Regions from separate parts of the Lactuca sativa genome. Here region 2 is linked to region 1. The links are chromatin contacts, called in public Hi-C maps. All regions are on one chromosome and are shown on one strand. The core of a region is the stretch at or near the end of the contact, and the rest is flanking DNA. Distances in the headings are between cores, read along the strand shown. Region 1 holds the start of LOC111895290 (glutathione S-transferase T3-like). Region 2 holds the start of LOC111895295 (nuclear transcription factor Y subunit B-1).

The links. Hi-C and Micro-C count contacts between places; a contact is called where the count stands out from the background.
Region 2: a Hi-C map of leaf shows a contact between it and region 1, with 4 times the contacts expected there. The contact joins the promoter of LOC111895295 here to the promoter of LOC111895290 in region 1. A contact is called at or near these places in 2 of 4 Hi-C or Micro-C datasets (both in leaf).

Annotation. Positions count from the first base shown.
Region 1 is chr9:97,020,615-97,028,420 of Lsat_Salinas_v11, forward strand. LOC111895290 (glutathione S-transferase T3-like) reads right to left here and starts at 3,364. Exons shown (of 2, transcript XM_023891381.2): 1 at 3,156-3,364; 2 at 2,138-3,071. The coding sequence starts at 3,364. The coding sequence ends at 2,138.
Region 2 is chr9:97,421,215-97,429,020 of Lsat_Salinas_v11, forward strand. It overlaps LOC111895295 (nuclear transcription factor Y subunit B-1), which reads left to right and starts at 4,775. Exons shown (of 6, transcript XM_052767264.1): 1 at 4,775-4,968; 2 at 5,089-5,328; 3 at 5,520-5,793; 4 at 5,906-6,001; 5 at 6,087-6,151; 6 at 6,257-6,584. The coding sequence starts at 5,108. The coding sequence ends at 5,676.

The DNA of each region.
Region 1 (7,806 bases), core at 2,114-4,613:
GGAAAATGAAAAATGTGAAAGTGTTGATGATTAATAGCGAGTAATTAACTCCTTAAAATTTAGCAAAAGTGGTATTATTTATAAGTACACGTAATAAAAGAATAATGATTTACAAATTAATGCACTGTCACATTCTTATTTATATAGTGTTATATAGTATATAAATTACGCTTTAGATAATGCATTTTATGTGACCTTCTCACATGTTTTATGTTTTATGATATGCATTAAAAATGTTTGTTACAACTTACTACTCCATTCGGCAATATATATATATATATATATATATATATATATATATATATATATATATATATATATATATATATATATATATATATATATATATATATATATATAATATTGTTTTAGAATTGTTAACTCAATTCTCTTTTTTGAAATTATATGGTTGTGTGTGGCAAAAATTAGCTGGTAATAAGTAACGAGTATCAAGTAGCTGGTAGCTGATAACATTTTGTTAAACGTTGCGTGACATAATATTTACATTTGAAGCGTTTTTTTTTTTTTTTTTTTTTAAATTAAACACTAAAATTTTATAGTGTCAAACAAAGTTTTTTGTTTAAAATTGGAACGTTTTGTCAAAAAGCTAGAAAACTAAAAGCTTTCAAACGTTCCGTGTCAAACAATAACACGCCCTATGTCTTCGTCTCAAACTAAAGGTAATGTAAAGCATAGTTTTAGGAAACATATTAATACTTTAAAAACACATGTGTATACGTTTGTTTATTTCCGTCAATACAATAGAGTGTTGCGAAAAATTAAATAAATGTGACTGAGATTGATTTCACCATTTCCAACCCTTTTGCTTTTCTCAATTAAACTTATCTCTATCATTATTATGGATAATTATTAGAGTAAAGTATATTATTATTTTTGAAAACTGCCTTTGAATTGTTGGATTAAGAAGTTAATTATTATAAGATTTTTTTTAACCGACAATATAATATATAATCTACTCCTAAACTAACACTTAAATCCACCTACATCTACTTTGCAATACCCACATCGAACTAATATCATAAGATCCTAATAATAATAATTTAAAACTACTAATAATAATTTAAAACATAAAAAATATATTTTTTTATCTGTTAACAAATCAAAATGAATTTTCTATAATTCATATCCGATTCAATTAACCAATCTAATAAAAATATTAAACATTTAAAAATTAATTAAATGAATGATAATAATCTAAATCTTACCTAAATTTATTCCAGTAATATTTGAATTGTTTTACATACAAGGGATAATTTAAGATAAATCATGATTTTAACCCTTTGGTTTAAACTTTATAAAAATATTTGTATATGTGAGTGTGTGTTTTGTGGTGTTTGTGTGAGAAGAAAGGGTGAGTGTGGTGACTTACGTTGCCTAATATGATGTATAGACGTCAGTGATTATCTGAGAGGGGTGCAGATTAAAACAAGGGGGACACGTGGCCTGTGTTGATTGACGGTGACGCAAGCAACGAGAGGTTAAGGAAACGGATGTTTCCAGATTAGGTAAGGATGGTAATCTACAGTTTCTTTTAGACTTGCAAGCAACTTACAAAGGAAAACTCAATTTAATCAAACTAAAAATAACATGTTATGTAATCAGATCATAACAAAACCTGTATTTAATTATTATTATTTTTTTTTTTATAAAAATAACTAATTTACAAATTCAATCCTGTTTGTAGTTGGGCTTTTTGGTTTAGATACACAAATGAGCCTTTTTGAAAATTTTGTCCTTATATCATGGTTTCTAGCACTTTGGTCCTTATATCAATGGTTCTAAGGCCATCCGTTATACCCACCACATACCACATATGTGGTGGGTGCCACATCATCACCACATTCCACTATCACATACATGGGATACTTACCACTAAACACACCACTCCACCTCATTTTTTTATTTAAATTTAATTCAAAAATACATTAAAAACATTTTTTAATACTATTTTTCCATTAAATTAAAATACCAAATTACATTAAATAAAAACTAAATTAATTGAAATTAAAAAATAAAATAAAAATAACAATCAAAATAAAAATTACATTAGTTAATTTAAAAAAAATTAAAAAAAAACATTAAAAAAACTAAAAATTCCAACTATACATAAAATAAACTACCCCCTACGCCTGCGTCGGGCTCGAACCGACTCTTTCATTGCTAGAAAAAGTTTCAAGTCTTCGCCCTCAAGGTCGTCCGCTTTCATTTTCAAGATTTCCATATCGGTTTTTGTTTGGAGTGTCTCTTGTGCCTCTTGAAATGATGTTTGTGCTTCGATCATTTTTTGTTCCATCCGAGTCATCACCTCGGCCTTCGTTTCCTGAAGCTGCACATATCGATCAAATTTATCGTCGAACATATCCATAACACTAGAATTCGAAGATGTTGACGCCGCTTTTTTTGCTTTATTTCTTCCAACGGGCCGAGGAAGAGGTTGGTCGGTTTCAAGATCTATTGGATCGTCGTTGATGTCGATATGTGTTCGGCCGTCCGATTGTTGAGAAGCTCCATCGGGGTTTCTTGAACGCTTTGAACCGGAAGATTGGGAACTTCCTTCCGTTTGCTCTTTCCATTTTGGGGAGTCTTTCAATTTTAGCCACGGCTTCATATACGGAAAAGCTTTGCGTGTAGGCGTTGTTTTTTCATATTGGTCCATGGCCGCCTTGAAAACATCAAAATCGTTCGAGCCGCTTTTGCGTATGTTTAGGAGATTGTTGTAGATTCCTCCAAAATCGGTGCATTTTAATCGAATATCTCGCCATTTCGACGTAATTTGATCGGCATTTCGAGCTTGACTTTTCATTAACTCGTAAAAAATGGCTCGGACTTTTTCCCAAAAACTTCCGTACGTCTGGCTATCTCCTACAATTGGATCTTCGGAAGCCGCCACCCATGCCTCCGCTAACTTTTCTTCTTCTTCTTTTGTCCATGGGACCCTTTCTTGGTTGGTAGTGGGTCGGGCCGGTTTTTTTCCTTTTTTCTTTTTTGGTTGAGGTGGTGGTGAAGGTTGCGTTTCCGGAACAAAATCCGGCGAAAGTGGTGGTTGTGAGCTTGGTGGTTGTTGTTGTTGTGACGATTGTTGTTGTAGTTGTTGTAGTTGTTGGAATTGTTGAAATTGTTGGTATTGTTGTTGCATTTGTTGTTGTTGGAAAGCCGGAAAAGGTTGATATTGTTGTTGGAAAAGTGGTGTTTGTTGGATAGGGGAACCACTTTGAAGTAGATTGATAAAACCGCCTTGAGGTGACTCCATCGTCGGGAATTGTCGAGGTGTTGTGTCTAACGCAAAAGCATCATCGAGTTTGCGATTTCGGTAGTTTGGAAGGGTATTTTGGTTGGGATCCATGATTTTTGGTTGTGAAGATGTAGTGTGTAGTTTGTGTATAGAGAAAGAAAAGAATGGTGTAAAAAATAAGGAGTAAAAGTATGGTATTTATAGGTAAATAAATTATTTATTTATTTATTTATTTTTATTAATCTAGCCGTTTAACAACGGCTATACAACGGATACAAGAAACGGTCGAATAGCTGCGCATCGTATCATTGGTCGTTTGCATTCGTTGTCCGGGCCACGGAGGGCCACGACCACGAGCCACCACGAACCACCGGGGTGGTGTGCACGGCCGTGGTTCGTGGCCAAGTAGACCACAGACGCGTTCGTGCAATGTACACCGGATGGTCTAAAAGGTGTACATGGTGCGTCCCAACTCCCAAGGAGGGTTGGTCCTGAGGATTCAAATGCCTAGAACGAGCCGGAAAAAAAAGTCCTCATGCCTTAACGTGTAAAAATCATTACTCATTAACTATAATAATAATCTAATAATCGTGGAGATTAACCTTGATATATTAACTATAATATAGTGAATGTGAGTCGTAAACATGGAGATTAACCTTGATCAACATGATTTAGTCTTTTTGACAGAAACAAAACAATTAGGCAGTAAACAAATGAGAGTTAAAAAAGAACCGGTAACAAAAAAACTTTTGGAAAATTGACTTGTTGACCAAGTCTATCAAATGTAACCAATAGAACAGGTGCAAGTCCTTGTTCACCAAGGAGAATCGTAAACAGGGAATGAAAAGAAACTAGGGAAAGAAGAGATAAAAACTTGTTGACTAAACTTTATTTCTTATTAAACGTAAACCATAATACAAACTTAAGGACTTAAAACTTAAATTAACATCAAATTAGGGGAATATATATATATATATATATATATATATATATATATATATATATATATATATATATATATATATACTAATTATAAAAGAAACATAGTAAAATACCGGAACTGGAAAACATAATCCTAAACATATACCAAAACTAAAATATGACAATCTTTTGGAAAATACTCTGGGACCAAAATTGTCCCCGTTTCAAGATTATCCCAACAGCGAATTAGTGATAAACTTTAAAACTGATAATGATTCATTCAACATGACAACATTCATTCAACATTGAAGATTTCAAGTAAAACTATGATAAAAATGAATTTCATAAAACTGATAATGATAAACTGTAAAACTAATTCATAATCGTTTACCTAATTAGTATTAGATTAGCAGGAGTGGTTGTTGTTGAGTTGATGTTGTTTTCGTTGTAGTTGAAGTGTGATCGATTGGTCTCTGTGAGGCCTTAGACGTTGTCTTCTCCTTCTACTGTGATGTTGCCTTGTGTCTTCTCCCATATATGACGGAATACCAATTTTGGACTATTTTGCATTGACTTTGGACCAAAATTTTGAGTTTAGTATTAAAAAAAATTGGGCTCTTAAAAAATGGGTCTGTGTATGTGCCGACATTACACACCCTCATCTATGGCCCTGGTGCCAAGACATGCCATGGTATGAGGCATGTGTAGTTGTCAAAATGTCATGGTGGGTTCATTAAGCATGACGTTCAAATAACGTGTCAAGACTCGCCTTATCGCGTCATGGCACGGGTTTTTTCTAAGGCGCATGGTTTTTTTTTTCCTGATCGAGCATAAAACAATTTGAGTTTTGTTAACTTTTTCATTTTAAGTGTTGATATAACACTTCTAAAAGTTTAATATGTTTGATATAATTCTGTAATTATGTGATTTATCTTTTTTAATGTATATAAACTTGTCACACTTTAAAACACATCATGGTTCGTCAAGGGTCATGGCGTGAGGCTTGACATTGCCATCATGTCATTTAAAGTCTTACGTCTACTGCTAACTTTAACAACCATGATGTTGAATTCATAAAAAAAGACTAATATAGTGTTTGGGCAACACCCAATCCAGTATGAGTTATGTTTTGTATGTAAGATTAAAAGAGTTAGGTTTTGGTGTTTTGGCCCAGTCTGCAGTGTGGTGATTGGCTTACCATAACATGGTAATGCCTCGTCACCACTGTTAGGGTTTTTATGCATCAAGTACACTATAAACTACGTAACGGAACAATCAAAACTGTGATATACCTAAGTGCACATGCAACCTATGGATCTATGGTATCATACTAATTACATCTACCCTAGAAATCAAAAATACAAAGGAAGAATCACATACCTATTTTGCAGCTAAAGACCTTCTTTCTTGAGCTCCTGTGCGTGCCACCTTGTTTGGATGTAAAGGACCCAAACCAAAATCCCTCTCTTGGTTCACACCCAATGAACTCAAAAGATTAGAATAAAAAATAATTAGGAGGGGACAAACTACAGGAGAGTTCGTCCACAAGGAGGGAGAAAGAAGTGGTGAAAATTCAAGCAAAGAATGAGCAAGGAATAATGAATCCCTAAGGCCTTATTTATAGCCTTGGACCTCTTCTATGGTTTTATCCCCAAGCCCATGTGGGATGGATAATTCAAGAACGAAATTCCCTTTATCCTAAGGGAATTTTCATCCACCACCCTTCTTTCTAGAGTTCTGGAATATTCCTGATTAATCAACTATTGAATAATTGATATTCAACCCTTCTATTAATTAAATTGTTAATTAATTCCCAATTTGTTTTTCCAATTAGTTTTAATTGTTTATTAAACCATAATAATTAATAAACTAATTCATCCTTTATTTATTCTACTTAATTTGAGTCTTCAGGGAAACCCAAGAGAACCCTGCATTTTTAGAAATATTACTAATAGTTAATGACCTTGGACACACTTTCCAACAGTCTCCTACTTGGATAATTCATCAACTATATATGGTCCAATACTTCTCTAATAATCAACAGAGAGAATGTTATCCAATGCATCTGCTAAACTCTGATCTAATCAGCTTCAGCCCTCAGATAAGAGATCAGTTATCCTTCATTCTCATGATATCTGTATGAATTTGAGACATGGATAATGGTTAATCTCAGGGTTCAAGGTTATGTTTCCCAATGGAGACTTGTGAAGATGGAATCCAAACACTAAATTGAATGCATCATTTTCAATCAGGACCCGACCAGGTATTCATGATGTCAGCACCAAATCATCGCAAAGCCCATAGATATTGCTTATCCTATTAACGCAGAAGGGAAGAATAAAATTTGACTACATAGTTTTTGTCTATTTAATCATATCATATATGTACATATCCTTTATTTCTACTAGTTATGGATAGTTTTAAAGTATACCAATACACAACAGAATCATAGAGCAAAACCCAACATGTATCTAGGTTTGAAGATAGAAGACATTATCATCTTAGAATTACTCATGACTGTATCCATGAAGTGATGTCTAAGTGCGGGTTGTTCCAATACTTAAATCTCCTTTAAGTACCCATGAGTGTTCGCACAATCACTATGTTATGCCCAATTGCTATGGTCAATCCACCGATACCCGTGACAGTCTTAAATCAGTAATTACTTTCAAAAGTATGACCAACTATGGAGGTTTGAGTAAATTAATACTCAAGAAGTTGGTTCTAAGCATGAAAAAATAAAACACAGTAATAAATTAATAGAAATGATAGCATCACCACCATTTTATTAAGTCTCCACAAAATAAACATCAATTCGATTACAATTCATATTGCTAAATGTTTCAAGAAATAATCAAACTAACAACTAAACAGTTACACCATATCATCAACAAATCTAATGCCTATTGATCTTGTATGACTATCTTGCTTGATCCTTGATAATGGTTTCGTGATAGGATCAAATGGATTATCCTCTGACGACACTCTATTCATAACAATATCTCTATCCTCGACTCGCTTTTCCACGTAGTGGTATTTCCTAAGTATATGTATTGAGTTACCATAGTCTTTGGGTTATTTAGTCAATGTGACTGCACCCTCAATGTCATAGAAGATTTCCAAAGGATCCTTGATGCTCGAAACATCACCGAGATCAACAATAAAATTCTTCAACCATGTAACTTCCTTTGTGGCTTCACTGGTTGACTCACAAGTTGATTCTTCCACTGTCTTTTGGTAGGAACTCTTCCAAGTGACCGATCTATAACGCATGTGTTTCTGGGCTTTCCATTTTTAGCAATGTAATAGTCTAGGTTAACCTTTGTAACCCATTTGAAATAATAAGAATGTATTATTTGCGAATTATGTGTTTTATACTTATCTGCTTAATTATGTAATTTGATTTAATCAAGAATAAAAATAAGCGTAAAAATGAAATGTTATATAAACCTGATATCGATGCACGAAGATGTAGTGGTTGAGACGAGGTTTCCGAAAATATAAAGAATGCTGAAATCCGAGTTATAACGAAGAAGTTATGACCTGTCGAAGTTCCGCGACAAAACCGATGTGGCACAACGTGACATAAATTGTGAATTTACGAAGGAGTGATATTTAGCCTTAGTGATCAA
Region 2 (7,806 bases), core at 3,525-6,024, 400 kb after region 1:
TTCCTTGATCTTCCATAGCTCAAATTCTCTTCACCTCATCATCTTCTTTATCCAAAAATTAAGTCCAACTTGCTCTCTTGATCATGTTGACAACAAGCCCAATCGCACCACTTCAAGTCCACAAGAAAACCGCAAGCCTCCAAAGGTCTTGTACTCCTTCCATACCTCCATGTCGAATAGTCTTTGGTAATTCCTGCAATTAAGCTCAAAAGACTAGAAAGTACCCGATAAAGTTGAAAAATATCAAAAAGGGAAAATATGCATAGATATTGACTCAAATGAGATGGAATGAACTAAAAATAAACTAGGAAAAGAAGTAATAAAATGAAGTTATCAGCGTTACACCGGTAGTTTTTTATTGAGACTCTTAGGTCTCAGATCGTTAGTTTTTATTGGCATATTTGGGTGTTAGTGCATTGTGGGAGTCGGGAGACTCAGTAACCAGCTGGTTTGGATCATGTGGGTAGTTAAAGGTTGTTGGGAGTAATAGTTGCGCATCAGAAGTCTCTTGCAGAGTGTTCACATTATGAATCCTATTTGCTTGCGGGCTGTTTATCAGGAGTTTGGTTACCAATGTTGGGTATCGGTTATGGAATCTCGAGTCATGATATTCATTGTGAATGTATCGAGTGATCTTTTAGGTTGAGGTACACCTGAGCTAATAATGGATTTGGATGCAACATGAGAATTCTTGGATTGACCATCCTTATTCTCGTGGGATCAGCAAGTTGGTGATGACTTGTCAGTAAGTCAAGTATGTATTTAAGGTTGTTGGGCACAATCTTTGGATTGGGATTGGATGAAATTCACGATTGATATATTTTGAGTATTCCTTCTGCATGGTTGAGTGGTGTTCCTAGTCAAGGACTAGGGGAGGGTACGACGAATGAATGACCAGCAGTCCAAGGGAATAATTTCTAGGGTTTAAATTGATGGATTCCTATTTTCGGTAAATTTCCTACTTTGAGTCCTTATCGCTATGATTTGAGGTCTTTTAGTTGGGAAGAATAAGGTATTTGTTATAGTTCTCAAGTAGAGCAGTTGGGTTTCTTTCTTTGGCTGAGGGCAAAGTGTTAAGGTTCATTCTTTATGAGGTATAAGGGATTTCTGCTATTATGGAGTTTGGATGGTAGGTTTGGGAGGCAGTCATCAATATAGGAAGAATCTTCAATCTTAAACAGAATTCAGGAAGTTTGGGCAGGATCGACTAGCATAGTAAAGGAAGTAGTAATAAATGATTTCAAGGACAAAATCTAATTTAAGTGGGGGAGAGTTGTAACATCTTGTTTCGATCAGTTTCTTATTTCGGGATTGTGGACAATAAATGGATCAATTAAAAGCCTCGGGATTCAATGAAATAAGGTTTAGACACTATTGGATGTTGATAATATTGGTTATGTGATCCAAGCCCTTGGTTTGTGTTTTGGAGTCAAAGGGTAAAACGGGACAAGTGATGTTTCAGACTTCTTTTATGAATTAATGGTTTTTGTTCGATGTGTTTTTAAGTCAAAATTAATTAGATATGGTTGTGTAGACTTTCAAGACCTTTATGTGGGTATAAAGAACGCCGAAATTGGAGTTGGAACGAAGAAGTTATGGTTGTTTGGAGTATAAATGAAAAGCATGACTTTATCCAGTACGTAGGGCATACACCGTGTAGTATGTTGGGCGTATTGACTACAAAAGATACGAGATCACTCTAGTATGCTAGGCATACTTATAGGTGCGTTGTGCGTAAGCTGGCAGGAGAAAACCCCTAATTTTTAGGGTATGGAACCTATTTAAGCATCATTAACTCTTGGAACCCTCTCTATATTCAACCTCCATCCCTCCTCACGCTGTAATCTCGAAACTCTAGCCTTTTCTCTCTTATTTTGAGTCTTGGCATTATTTATGAGCTTATTTCTCCATTAAAATGTGGGATCTTGAAGAACAAGGTGGTGGCAAGGTGTATGGATGAAGGATTCAAGAATAGATCTAGCATGATTACATCATTTCTGGACCTTTGTGAGTAAAAAGCTTCAAAGTTGCTCATTAGTTTCATATATCTTATTAATTTTCATATTTGTCACTTTTTGGTCACTTTAGTGCATAAAGTTTAGATCTTGAAAGTTTGTGACCTTGTTATGGATAAAGTTGGAAACTTTATCCATCTAAACATCATATTGATTCAGATCTGAAGGTTGGAGACTTGGACTTAATGGATTAAGTCGAGAAAGATGCGTTTTTGGTCCCTTTGAGACTTAGAGAATAGATCCCGGTTGTTTGGACCATCCTAATGGATAAAGTTTTCCAACTATGGAGCTATTAGGAACCATAAAAAACATGATCTTGGTCCTTCTATCCTTTCCATGCAAAAGTTATGAATCTAAAGCTTTGGTTTGGACACCATTAAGCCATGTAAAGCCATAGAGTCATAAACTTTATAACTTAACACATCCCTTAGAGGTTAAATCTGAGTTCAAACGTTTTGGTCTTAACCATTAAGTGCTTAAAGTGGGATTTGGTTACCTAGGGAGTACATATGCGTACACTCAGCATAATACATGTTTTCCAGATATCATACTGTGACGAGTTGTACATTAGGCATTAGTGTGTAGACGTAGGGGTGTACGATTCTGGTACACGAGGGGTACTTATGAAACTCTCTTTTTGGGCCTTGGGTCATTTGGGAGTTGGGCCATGAGTTGTTGGGTTAGATATGGGAAGGGTAAAATGGTCTTTTATCTGTTTAAAGGATAGAATATGAATTGGACTTTGGGTTTTGGAAATTTCCTTAATTATTGATTAGGGATAATTTGGTTGGGTTCAGTGTAAGGAGCCTGGTAGCAGCAATGCATGTGATTTGGTTATCTTTAGTTTGAGGTGAGTCTCCTCACTATGTTTAGCAGGTCGAAGGCACCAATGTCGGCCCACAAATTATTGTTACTGGAATGCTAGATGTTTGTGTGACTCTTGCATGTATTGTATGTGTTTGTATGTATGTCGGGCGGGGGCCCGATGCCAGGTGGGTCCTAATGAGTGTGTTGGGTGGGGGCCATCACATGTTGCTGACAGATCTATACCGGGATGGGCCTGATGTCGGGTGGGGTCCGATGGATGATGGATTTCGGACAGGGCCCGATGTATGTATATATGTATGGTATGTGGTATTTTGGGGAACTCACTATGCTTTGTGCTTACAGTTTTTATGCTTATGGTTTCAAGTACTTCCAATTTGAGAGGGAATAACCCGGCTTGATCGCAACGCATCCACCCATGTTTCTACACTTTATGATTTTGGGAATCATACTCTGATACTTATTTTACTTTGACGTACTTCTAATTGGTTGACAAGAATAAATTATGTTTTGTGTTGAATTAAAATTGAAATTTTTAGCTTATAATTTTCGGGACGTTACATGAGCAGTGAGAGACGAAGTAGGATGCGTCTATAAGAGATCGGCGTTGGAGGTATGGCTACGACTTCATATTTGTTTGGAGGGATAAAGAGTGATTGGAGATGATGGAGGAAACATGTGTGTGTGTATTGGACTCGATTAAAATTTAGAAATGTTGAATGTGAATCGCGCCTGATACCCCTTTCAATGTGAATGAGATTTTGATTCTGGTAACCACTCTCATAAATCCTTGAAAAACAACCAAATGAGCGCTAGTACCTCTGATCAACCAAAACTGTTCGTTCCTCCAAAATTCTTCTAACTCAATCCCTAAACCTAGAAATGATATGAAATATATAGACGAAATCAATTTTTCAAAAATCGATTGTTCTTGAAAACCCATTACCTATAAGTTTTTTTTAGATTCAGAAATCGATTTCAATTCTAGAAACAAACCCAAAAATTTGATTGTTCTTGAAGAGCAAACCCGAAAAATCAATTGTTCACTAGGTTAAGTAAGGATATATGGGGGATTAGGGTGGAGAAGATGGAGGTGATTGGCGGCGGATGGTGGTGGCAGTGAACGATGATGGATGGCGGAGATGGAGGTGGAGGTGTTCTTGAGATTGTGTGTATATGTTTTTGATCGTGTTATGTGTGTGTTTAGAAAAGAGTTAGAAAGAAGATGATTTTAGTAATAGAGAGAGGGGAGGATGGTGAGCTTTTTTTGTTTTTAATTAATTAAAAATATTAATATAAATATAAAAAAAATTAAAAAAAAAAACAAATAAAAAGGATATAATCATCATTTCAAGCTGATAGTGACCAAAATCACTAAAAAAATCCAAAATTGAACCATTTATGCATCATCAAAACTTACGACCGTTTTTTGCAATTTTGAACCGTAATCCAAAATTAAACCATTTGTTTAACATCTCGCTCCCGAGTTGAAGCAAAGAAAAGAAGAGAATATAAAAGAAAGTAAGGAGAGAAAAGAAGAGAAAAGAAAAGAAAACAAATTTGTTTTTTTTTTTTTTTTTTGCTTCCGAGTTTGAGAGAAATAAAAGGAAAGTTAAACATTTTATTATTTTTTTTCAAATCCTCCCAAATCTGAAGGAAAGTTAAGAGGGAAAGTGATCCTTCTATTTCCTTCCACATCCTTCCTTTAATGAAACTCAGGAGCATCAATCTCTCTTACTTTCCTCTCATTTCCGTCCATTTCCTTTCTTTTCTTTCGTTAAGTTGAACTCGGCCGGTGTTAAAGATTATATATAATCAAAATCAAAATGCCCACGACAAGTTATTAAGTTCCAGAAACGACAGCGTTTAAGTTGTCTATATTTTCTTGAAAAGGAAAAACATATTAAATGAATTTGTCCGTAGCTAAAAACAACGAACGGTGCAGATAAAACGCAGCCATTAAACCTCAAAAAATCTCCCTCAACTCAAGCTCTCAGATCTCTAACAATCCATCACAAACTCAAATTCATCTCTCTTCTCCAACGTCCGATCTGCTGAATCAAATTCCTCTCTCGTTGCGCGCCAAATACGACCATCTCCCCCTCTCTCCAGCTTTCTCTCTCTAAAGGTATGTGAAAAAAAAAACTACTACACCAAAATTGGTCTACGAAAAGTAAACCCTAAAAGCTTATAAGTTTAACTTTCTTTGAATTTCGTTTTTTTGGTATGTTTACTGATGGGTCATTAGGGTTTCTGTCGGGGATAGGATGGCGGATGCTCCTGGGAGTCCGGCCGGTGGGAGTCAAAGCGGCGGAGACCGGAGTCCTCAGTCAAATTACAATATCAGAGAGCAAGACAGATTCCTCCCAATTGCTAACATAAGCCGTATTATGAAAAAGGCGTTGCCTACCAACGGGAAGATCGCTAAAGACGCTAAAGATACAGTTCAAGAATGCGTTTCCGAGTTTATCAGTTTCATCACTAGCGAGTATGTATACACAATTTTAACACAAATTCACTCAGATACTATGAAATGTTGAGTTCTGAATCTGTATGCACACTCATGAAACTAGCTATAAGATTATATAAGAATTTTAGATTTTTAATTGTCATGGAATACTGATAATGATCTGAGAAGCCATTGATTTATAACAATCGTCTTATTGAACCTTTACATAGGGCTAGTGACAAGTGTCAGAAAGAGAAGAGGAAGACGATCAATGGTGATGACTTGTTGTGGGCGATGGCTACATTAGGTTTTGAAGATTACATTGATCCACTCAAAGCTTACCTATTTAGGTACAGAGAGGTAATGGATTTTTCATTGCCTTTTTAGTAACACATGATCTTTTTCTTGTTCAATTTCTCAAATACTTTGTCTAACTTATAATTTCTTTTTGTTTCCTTTTTTCTATTGGACGCTTATGTTGGGAAATGATTCATGCAGTTAGAGGTGGGTGATCCTTCTTTGACACCAAATTATTAATCAATTTCTTTCAATGTTAATTTAAGTACAAAGTTTCACTTTTTTTATTTATTGTAACACTTTTTTATGTTTTTTTTAGGGTGATGCTAAGGTATGTGCTAGTGCTAGTGCTAGGGGTGGTGATGGATCCAGTAAGAAAGATACGGTTGAATCTCAGCTTGCTCCAAATGCACAGGTAAGCTATATGCAAAAAATAGCAATGTTTTTTGACTATTTTTATTGATTTATTTATTATAACATTGTTGGAAATGAATTTGCAGTTTACTCATCAAGGTTCTTTTACACAAGGAATGAACTTTGTGAATTCACAAGTCTGAACTTTCAGGTTCTCCCTCTCTCTCTCTCTCTCACACACACACACACATATATATATACATACATATGTATATATACATACATGAATAACCATTTTATGTCATGCTTGTTGCAGACAAAGAGGCATCATGTTGTTGTTCAAGCATATCATGTTTACTGATTCAGTTATTTTATGATATTTGTGGGGTCAGTAAACGAAGTTTAACGTGATTTGTACTTTTTTTATAATATCGTATAGTGTTTCATATACCAGAGTTAAATATATATATATATGTATAAAAATATTGTTTATTTCGCCTCGTTTTTTTTGTTCTTGGGGCATGTAGAAGTTAATGTGTTTGTTGAAAGGTTTATATGTTTCTAAAGTTATATGTTATCTTGCTGAATCTTTGAATGTGGAATTTGAAAGTTTGTGCTATGAAAATACCAATGTTTTGATGGTATTATATGAACAATAGAAATAGTTTGTTATCAATTTATGATATGTATATTTATTATATTCTTTCCTACTTGAAAAATCAGGAATCCTAATCCATTCACTCGTAACAAATTCATTTATCTGTTTCATCAAATTGCGTTTTTTGTAAATAAATTAACCTTTGTCATGGAATAAATGTGTAACTCGTTCATTGATTTGATGATATTTTTATTAATGAAAGTTTTCATCTATGTCTATCAATGTATCGGGTGAGATTTGAACCTTTGACCTCGAAATTTATATTACTATCTTGGTTTCGATTTTTTCTAAAATGGCAATAGTTACTAACGGCTATAAATGGTGTGGCAATATTGGAAGAAGATGACAGTTTAAAAATTGATTTCTTGTTTTATCTTAGGATCATGTAATACCTACAAACCATTTGTCTATTTACCAAACTCTTAAAAATTGATTTCTTGTTTTATCAAACCGACTATCATTCGCTTAAAAGAATAATAATTCTATTTCAATTTAATTAATGTCTTTATATGATAAGACTCTAAAACTGTATGCATTGAGGTATAATATAATATTTTATACAATTGAATTTTCATTTACCCGCTTAAGTTTATGTAAAAGCTTCAAAATATATCTTAACCTTTTAAATTATATTTTAAAACCTTTTAAATTATATTTTAAAAGCTGATAACTTTAATTGTTTTTTGGAAAATGTATAATTGATTATAAGACCGGAGGGAGTGCTATCACTCCTAGCACATTGTCACCTAATTTTTTTATTGACACATATGTCTTTTTATTGCCACGTAAGTTTAACATTTTACATTGAAAAAGGTAGGGAGTGTAGTGTCTCATTTTAAATATGTTTTATTTAGAAAAAAAAAAAAGAAAAAAAAAAAAAAGAAAAGAAAATAGCAACAACCAATAGTTTTTGTGGTCAAAAGGTGTACAGCCAATCAAAACAAGGGTTCCTCTCTATCTCTCTCCTCTCGTTAAGGACTTAGCGAGTTTGGTGTAGCAAGCCCCATAGCGAGAGCCATGGGGCGGGTGGTGTTCCTTCTCCTAATGAGCGCTATAGCGAGTCTCGTAGCGACTCCACTCCCATTAGCCTAAGTAATGACCAAACTTTTTGGACTTTACTCTAATAACCATCACATACTAAATAAACATATTTTGGATTTCAGATCTATATAATATATTATATTTCATTTGCAACAAATACCTAAAAA